Linked DNA regions of Zea mays: region 2 is linked to region 1. A link is a contact called in public Hi-C data. All regions are on one chromosome and are shown on one strand. Each heading gives the region's core, a stretch centred on a gene start, on an enhancer-like site or on the middle of the called end of the contact. The rest is flanking DNA. Distances are from core to core; before and after follow the strand shown. Region 1 holds the start of LOC103626181 (MDIS1-interacting receptor like kinase 2). Region 2 has its middle 34 kb from the start of TRNAG-GCC.

Region 1 (4,478 bases), core at 598-3,097:
GCTGAAGTTGTTGTGGTGCGCCGTGAAGTTAGTCAGCGCGAAGCCGTCGCAGAGCCTCTGCGGAAGCTCGCCGGAGAAACTGTTGTTCGCGAAGCTCACATCGGTCAGTGCCAGCCCTGCGCCGAGGTCCGGCGGGACGGTACCAGTCATGTTGTTGTCGAACACTGACAGGTACTGGAGGTTCCTAAGCAACGAGATGGTGGGAGGCAGCTCGCCTTCCAGGTTGTTGGTGTTGAGGTCCAAGGTTTGCAGCGCCGTCATGTTGCCGATCTCCGACGGGATCTTGCCGGTGAGCTCGTTGAAGAAGAGCGCCAGCCGCGTGAGTTGCTTGAGGTTGCCGAACGTGCTGGGTATGGGTCCGATGAGCGAGTTGACAGATAAATCCAGTTCAACCAGGTTCACCAACCTGCCGAGCTCCGACGGGATCTCGCCGGTGAGGTTGTTGCTGAAGAGATACAAGAATCGGATCTTCGTCACCTTGCCGAGCTCCGGTGGGATTTTGCCCCTTAGCGAGTTGGTCTGCACTTGGAACGATATGAGCTCCGGCCAGCTCATGAACAGCTGTCCTGGGATCTCGCCGGTGAGGTTGTTGGACGATATGCCGAACTCCCGCATCCTCTGCATCCCAGCGAATGACGCCGGCAAGCTCCCATAGAGCTGGTTAATTGAGAGATCGAGGAAGTCGAGGTTGCTCAGACCGCCGAGCTCCGGCGGCAGAGTGGAGACCAGACTGGCGTTCTTCACGTCGAGTTGTTGCAGCATCTTGAGCTGGCCAAGAACCGGCGGGAGCGCCCCGCCGAGTGGGTTGCTGCCGAGCTCAAGGACCCTCAGCTGCGACATGGACCCGAGGAAGTCGGGAACGCCGCCAGTAAGGTTGTTGCCGCCAAGGTGCAGGTCTCTGAGCCTCGTCAGCCTCGCGAGCGACGCTGGGATCCGGCCGGAGAACGCGTTGGCTGACAGGTTGAGCCACCGCAGGTTCGGCAGCCGCTCCGGAAGCGCGTCCGGGATTGGACCGGAGAAGCCGTTCTGCGATAGGTCGAGGTAGGTGACGTTCCCGCTCCTGAGCACGAACTCCGGGAAGCTGCCGTTGATGTAGTTGACAGAGAGCGAGAGGAACTCCACCGTGGGCATCGGTGAGAACGGGACGCTAGTCAGGTAGTTGGACCCCAGGTCCATCTGGACGATCTTTGGCAGTTTACTCAGCTGGTTCGGGATTGCGCCGGCCAGGTTGTTGTTGAAGAGCCGGAGTTCGACGAGGCCCGAGAGGTCGCCGAGCTGCGGCGGGATGGTGCCGTTGAGCCCGTTGCTGCCCAGGTCGAGCGTGGCCAGAGTGCGCAGTTGCGAGAGCGACGGAGGGATGGCGCCGGCCAGGTTGTTGTCCTTGAGGTCGAGGGAAGTGAGGCTCGGGAACGCGGCCGGGTCGAGCGCATCCAGGCCGCCGGTGAGGCCGAGCCCGCGCAGACGGAGCGACACAACGCGGCCGGCAGCGTCGCAGGCGACCCCACGCCAGGTGGTGCAGATGGATACCTGGGTGGCGTTCGTCCACGTGGATAGCATCGCCGGGTCGCCCAGGCTCGATTTCCACGCCAGCAGGGCCTCAGCCGGCGATGGTGGCGCCGCAGCATTGGCAGAGACGGCAGCGAGGGCAAGGATGGCGAAGAGTAGGGACGCGAGGAGGAAGCGGGCGGGGGCGGATGGCGGCGTCGGCATTGGCAGGGTGTCAGAGCGGAGCGCTGCGTGCCCGTTCGTGCGGGCAGGGGCGGCCGTGCGGGCTGGCGGTGAGCGCGTGGTGGTCACTGGTCAGTGGTCTTGACTCTTTGAGGTCGCGGGCTCGCGGCGCGCGCAGCTGGGTCGCGGTCAATGCCGTGGGTTGACTTGGGATGCGAGCACACGGCTGGGAAGCGGAGTGAACAGGAAAAGGGGCAGCGGCGCACTTCCGCACTTGGATTTGGTTCACACGACGCCGGTTCTAATAATCCCGATTAAAAATGTTCCAATTTTTTTATAAAAACGCTCAAAAGAATGTTTTAGATCGAATATTTATCTAGAAAAATGAGTATACTATTATAAAAGATTAATAGTTTGTTACAAATGACAATAAGAAACGAGATTGCATGGAAACCAATTTGGCTCTATTGACATGAAAGATTTTGATGTCCTAAAATCCACTTGTCGCGGGAAATTATGGGCCTATTTGACACGGCTCCGACTCCTTCAAAAATAACTTTGGCTCTAGCTTCTCTTAAAGAGGAGCTTCGCTATAGAAGCTAGTGCTTTTCTTAGCACGAGACAAAGGCAGTGAGGAGCCACAAAAGCCATTTTTTTGCTCCGTCTTCTCTCTATAAAAATGACTATGTCTCCTCATGGCTCATTGTTGTGAGATCTTTTTTTAGATCGTTTGAGAGGACTCCTACAAGAGACGGAGTCGGAGCCGGTTTGGGAGGCCTCCCAATCTTGTCATGCGACAAAGAAGATAAATAGGTTGAAATTTGACCATCTCGTCTTATTAAAAAATATTTATAATTATTATTAATTTTTATCATGATATCGTTTAGCATATAATATACTTTAAAATAATTTAAGTATGGTTTTAATTTTTAATTTTTTATTTGCAAAAAAAGTTGAATAAGACGAATCGGTCAAACTTGGTAAAAATGTGAGACGAATGAAGTAATTCTCTAGATAGTTATACTAAATTGATTAGATTTTTTAGAGAGCCAACATGTCTAAAAAAACATACTCTATTTTTTCTACTATTTTAAGTTTGACTTAAACCAAATTTAGAATAGTTTTACGGTGGCCATACTTTCTAAAACTTTAAAAATAGATTAATTTGGCTCATTTATGTAGTCTAAATTTTTCATGAGAACAACTAAACTTTAGCTACTTCTTTGGGTCCATATGTTTAGGGCAATAAGAGCATCTCCAACAAGGTGACTTAAAATAGTGCCCCCAAAAATCAAAATACTACATCATTTAAAGTTTTTAGGACACTAAAAACAAATTGCGCTCAAACAATTAAGCTCTAAATCATATATTTTAGGAAGTAAATTATGTTATTAGGAAAGAAAATAATGTAGAAAACAAGGATAGAGCACTACTCTGGGGCGTAGTATATTTAGGTCACTTCATGGTGTGCTCTATATTTTTTAGATAAAATTTTGTAAAATATGACACTGTTGGAGCTTTTTTTTATTTGAGCCCTATATTTTTAAATATGGAACTAATTTAAGACACTCTTGATATGCTTTAAGAGCTAAAATAATTTAAAATTAATATCTAAACTTTAGATTGAGGTGAAGGCATACTTGAAGCAGATGTTCCTTAACATGGGAGATTATACTCATGGATGCATCGTGGTATCTTATTCACTCAATGTGCCTCATCCACTAGAATGTATAACATCTTTGTTTTTGGATACTATCGTTTGCATTACACAACTTTGTAATCCTCTCAACTCAGAGATAGTTGTTGGTGTATAACTGACCACCACAGGAACTATAGTGGATCCCTAAGAATTATGAAGAGTCAGGGCCCAGCCACTTCCCTCGAGCAGTTGGCTGAGAGGGACTCTACAATTCCTCCGTGAAAGTCGCCTAGAGGGGGGGTGAATAGGGCAAAACTGAAATTTACAAACTTAATCACAACTACAAGCCGGGTTAGCGTTAGAAATATAATCGAGTCCGAGAGAGAGGGTGCAAAACAAATCGCAAGCGAATAAAGAGTATGACACGCGGATTTGTTTTACCGAGGTTCGGTTTTCGCAAACCTACTCCCCGTTGAGGTGGTCACAAAGACCGGGTCTCTTTCAACCTTTTCCCTCTCTCAAACGGTCCCTCGGACCGAGTGAGCTTCTTCTTCTCAATCAAACAGGAACAAACTTCCCCGCAAGGACCACCACACAATTGGTGTCTCTTGCCTTGGTTACAATTGAGTTGTTCGCAAGAAAGAATGAAAGAAAGAAGTAATCCAAGCGCAAGAGCTCAAATGAACACAACAAATCTCTCTCACTAATCACTAAAGCTTTGTGTGGAATTAGGAGAGGATTTGATCACTTGGGTGTGTCTAGAATTGAATGCTAGAGCTCTTGTAAGTAGTTGGAAGGTGAAAAACTTGGATGACTTGAATGTGGGGTGGTTGGGGGTATTTATAACCCCAACCACCAAACTAGCCGTTTGGTGAAGGCTGCTGTCGACGGGCGCACCGGACAGTCCGGTGCGCCACCGGACAGTGTCCGGTGCGCCAGCCACGTCACCCGGCCGTTAGGGTTCGACCGTTGGAGCTCTGTCATGTGGGCCCGCCTGGCTGTCCGGTGGCGCACCGGACAAGTCCTGTAGACTGTCCGGTGAGCCACCCGCGCGTGCTCTGCTCCTCTGCGCGCATTTAATGCGTTGCAGCCGACCGTTGCGCGCGAAGTAGTCGTTGCTCCGCTGGCTCACCGGACAGTCCGGTGTGCACCGGACATGTCCGGTGAATTT
Region 2 (4,478 bases), core at 1,384-3,883, 42 kb after region 1:
ACTAGTGTTTTGCCTTGATTAGCTTAAAGCTCTTGTTATTTCAACTCATCAAGGTACTCCGCAATCCGAATCCCATTGTTGAAGAGGTCATTTGTGACTAGGAGACCCTAGTGTCTGATGAAGACTGTCGAGTTATTTGTAGCCATGTATAGACATTATTTAATCACTGATATCCATATCAGCGAAAATCATCAAAACTTTGAGGAGGCCAAGCTCCATGCTAAAAAAATATAAACATTGCAAGGTATGCATCCTTCTTCCCATTTTTCTAAATCGTTGAATTATTTCTTCCTTTTTGGTCAACAGGCCATCATAGACAAATTGGTTGAGAAGTCCCTTATTCTCATGCTAGCTCCTAAAAATGTCAAATAGTGGAGTGCTTAGAGACAGACCTAGCCAAAGAGAAGATTACTACCACAGAGCTAACAAAGTATATCAAAAAATGTGAAATAATCTCAAATCCAGGGACCATGAACTTGAAGGAGTGATTCCCATCTTGGCTACTTCTCAATTTGATAACAGTTCCATAGCTTATAAATCACTTAGTCTACCCTTGAGGTGGCTAAGGACTAGATCAAGAGGTTGAGTTTGGCCACCGAAGCTAGGGACTCAGCCTTAACCGAGAAGATCAAGCTAAGCCAACACAATGACAAGCTCAAGTTGACATTGATTGAGTTCAAGAGAAACCTCAATAAGGAGAAAGTTGCCAATGAAGTCATTTCTAAAAAATGAAGTTGGCCCTTAAAGACAAGGACATGGCCAAAGAGGAGTTATCTAGTAAGAATTTTAGTTGCCTTTATTTTTATTTACTCTTAGCACTAACCACAACTCTATTCTTTTGTAGATAGCAAGAAAAACATGAAATTATATAAAGCTCACCTAATAACAATGTTGGATCGATTGTATGGCTGGTTTCGCTAAGGGTTGGTCTGCCTCCAAAAGTTGGCAAGCCTTCTAGAGCGTATAAAGAGATTCGTCCGATCTACCATGGAATGGGCCAATGCTCTAACATTACCACTTACCCCAAGCTAGATGTTACTAGAGTCCGGGAAGTCTCTCTACCAACTACTGGGACAAAAGGTTGGATGAACTTATTGAGGAGAACAAGTCAGATGCAGCCGAGATAATTGAAGACATCAAGATTTCCATATAATGTGTAATAGGTGATAGAAACCTGAAAACACTTTCAAAAGACGCATGAAATATAGAACTTTATTTTATATTGTAGTGTTAATTACCGTTTATTAACATTTTTAACAAACGACTTCACTAGTTTTTATACCTATCAGGTAAGACTTGTCGATGCTCTTGATAGCCAAGTCTTCTTGTGGGCCGAGTTACATACACTTAGGCTTTGTGACATTCTGTAATCAGTAGTACAATAGATAGCCTTTGACTGCTTTTAGTTATCCACTGCCCATAGATGGTACTTTTCCGATAGAATGGCTGAGTCCTAGGACTTAATAAAGTTGGTGCCCATGGTGAGTTTTGTTGTCAAGGGACGAGTTTCAGGAACTCGGTAATACGGTGCCAATGGATGGGTCTTTCTGTTAGAGAACCAAGTTTTGAGAACTCAATAATCTGGTGCCCACGGGATGCTCTTTCAATGACAGCAAAGTCGTGTAGGTGATATTGTCGCCCTCCTAGGAGGGACCTTAGTTAATATACATGCGGTGTCCAAGAACCTTTTTTAGCGAGGGTGACCAAATCCCCTCAATGCCCTTAGAGTGACTACTAGGTGGGATGAAGTAAGGGCTGTGAATTTTCATTTGGACTTGTTTTGCAGGAGCAATAGCAGAGCCGTAGAGGTGATACTGTGTCATTCCCTTGAGGGGCTCAAATCTGACTGGGTCAAATCATCTAGGTATTTATGACAGTAGGGACAACACCTAGTACCCTTGTAGTGATGATCGAGTGAGACAAAGTTGGGGTTCAGGCCAGTTTTATCCTTTAAGAAATATTTGAGAGCAAAAATAACGCAGAGATGTAATTTTTGTAGCAACTCCATACAAATGTATTGATACATGATGCTAGCCCCAAACATCTTGGTCGTGAAACAATGGCCGAGTTGTTTGAGATGAACCTATTACAAAAATGGAGAAGTTACACATAAAATCAACATAGTTGGTCAACGTTCTAGTCAGAAGCGGATCCAAACAGTTGAGTTTGGGTATTCAAAAATGCATAACCCTAAAGAAACTAGTGCTCCAACCTTTTTTGTGTCATGCATTATTGAATAAAATATCATAGATCAGTAAAATCATGTGTATTCAAAAGCATACCCATGATACCCTCTAGGACTACCCCTGGTTCTAGGAGTTTGCAATAATCGTGTCATCTTCTTGTTGGAGTCAATAAGCACTTGGCCGAAGTACTTCAGAGACAATGAAAGGACCCTCCTAGAGAGGTGATAACTTGTGCTTGAACCTCATGCTCTAGATCTTGCGCAGCACCAGATCACCCACAACAAAACTTCTATCTCAGACATGTCTTGTATGGTATCTCATAACCTATTGGTATTTGGGTGACTACATAGTTGTTGAGTCCCTGGCTTCTTCAAGTATCTTAAGGTTGGTGACTCAGCCTTCTCGAGATCTAGCTTCTATGAAATTTAGAATTCAGAGGGATTGGTGTTCTATCTCGGAGGGGAGCATAACTTTAGATCCATACACCTGGAAGAAAGGGGTATGTCCTATGGTAGAACTCAGCGATGTCTAAAGCCCCCAAAGAATAGTGGGTAATTGTTGCAGCTATCTTCGGATGGACGGATGTAATCAATCAAAAAGTCTTAGGTTGAGATCTTTAAGGATGAGGCCATTAGCCCTTTTCATCTGATCAGTTCTTTGAGAGTGTGCAACCGAGGCAAAATGCATAATAATTCCACATTCGGTGCAAAAATTCATGAACTTTTTAGAAAGTGAACTGGCTTCCATTATCAGTTATGGTGGTTCTCGGCACACCGAACTGATTGAAGATCTCTTTCGTGAATTCCACTACTTTGGTTGATAAGATCTTGGCTACAAGCTTAGCCTCGACCCACTTTGTCAACTTATCAACGATCACAAAGAGATACGTGACTTCGCCCTTCACCGGTTTGAATGATCCAATAATGTCTAGGCACCAAGTGGAGAATTGATAGGTGATAGGGATAGTCTAAAGTTGTGTAGCTAGCATATGAGCCTGGTGTGAAAAACATTAGCACCCCTTGCATGTGCGTACGAGTTGTTTGGCGTCAGTTACTATTGTTGATCAGAAAAACCTGCTGATAAGCTTTCGCCACTAACGTTTTGGTGTAAGCCTTAGCTTTTTATTGAATCTGAGTCACCTAGGACTTATTTGTGGGGAGGACTCTATCCATTAGATATTTGATGAAGGGAGCCCACCAAACTGACTTTATAGACATCACCTCGGCTAGCAGATCATCATGAGATTCTAGATCTTCAAATCTGGATAACTTGGCTGGAGTAACTCTGTATTATTCTAAATAGTTGGGGCATGCAAGATTTCCACGAAGACCTCTAGGGGTACAAGGGACCTTGAGCAGCCTAACTTTTCCGGGATTTCAACTTCTTCATTCTTTGCTCATAGAACATATGAGAATTCAATCCCATCGAATTTATCTTTGAGGTTCTGAATCTCCTGGCAATAATTCATCATTCAATCCACATTGAAAGTTCAATCTTTGTTGACTTGGTTAATTACTAGCAACGAGTCACCTAGAACTCGGACCCATCGAATGCCCAGAGTGATAGCAATTCTTAAGCTGAGCAACATGGCCTCATACTGAGCAATATTATTGGTTGTAGGAAAGTGTATTTGTAGTATGTACCTGAATTTCTCACCTTTTGGTGAAGTAACAACAACTCACGCTCTTGCTCCACTAAGCTATAAAGGTCCATCAAATTTGACTGTCCAGTGATCAAGGGGCTTCATTTCGATTAGGACGTGTATCTCGGTCAACTTTGCAACAAAATCACTAAGAGTCTTGGCCTTGATCACCATACGAGGTTTGAATATAATGTCATATACTCCTAGCTCAATAGCACACTTGGCAACTCAGGCTGTAACATATTTCTTGTGCAGTACTTCTACTAAAGTTAAATATGTATGTACTTCTATTTGATGTGTTTGGAAATAATGTACTAACTTGCAAGAAGTAATGATTAATGTATAGGTTATTTTCATGATATGAAAATATCGGAGCTTGGACTCATTTAGTACCTCTGAGATGAATTAGATCAGGAACTGCACCGGTTGGATGCTGTTGGGAGTCTGCCTCCATCATCAAGGTTGTGATGACAACATGGGTTCTAGCTGAGATATATAACTACATATTTTCCTAGATCTAGGAGCGACCAGCATTGAAGGACTCACCAGATATATTTTGTGTTCATCAAAAGCATCCTCAGCTTTAGCAGTCCAAACAAATTGGTACTATTTCTTTAATAGCTTGAAGAAAGACAACACCGAATGCCGAG

What was found. Hi-C and Micro-C count contacts between places; a contact is called where the count stands out from the background.
Region 2: a Hi-C map of leaf shows a contact between it and region 1, with 6 times the contacts expected there. The contact joins the enhancer-like site here to the promoter of LOC103626181 in region 1. A contact is called at or near these places in 4 of 25 Hi-C or Micro-C datasets (ear, leaf and an unstated tissue).

What each region holds. Positions count from the first base shown.
Region 1 is chr5:31,514,278-31,518,755 of Zm-B73-REFERENCE-NAM-5.0, forward strand. LOC103626181 (MDIS1-interacting receptor like kinase 2) reads right to left here and starts at 1,848. Exons shown (of 2, transcript XM_008646574.3): 1 at 1-1,848. The coding sequence starts at 1,710.
Region 2 is chr5:31,555,773-31,560,250 of Zm-B73-REFERENCE-NAM-5.0, forward strand. No RefSeq gene overlaps it. Among protein-coding and RNA genes, the nearest start is that of TRNAG-GCC, 34 kb to the right of the region's middle. Within about 2 kb of position 2,634, at least 2 of the 20 cell types and tissues checked have an H3K27ac peak or open chromatin away from gene starts, as enhancers often do.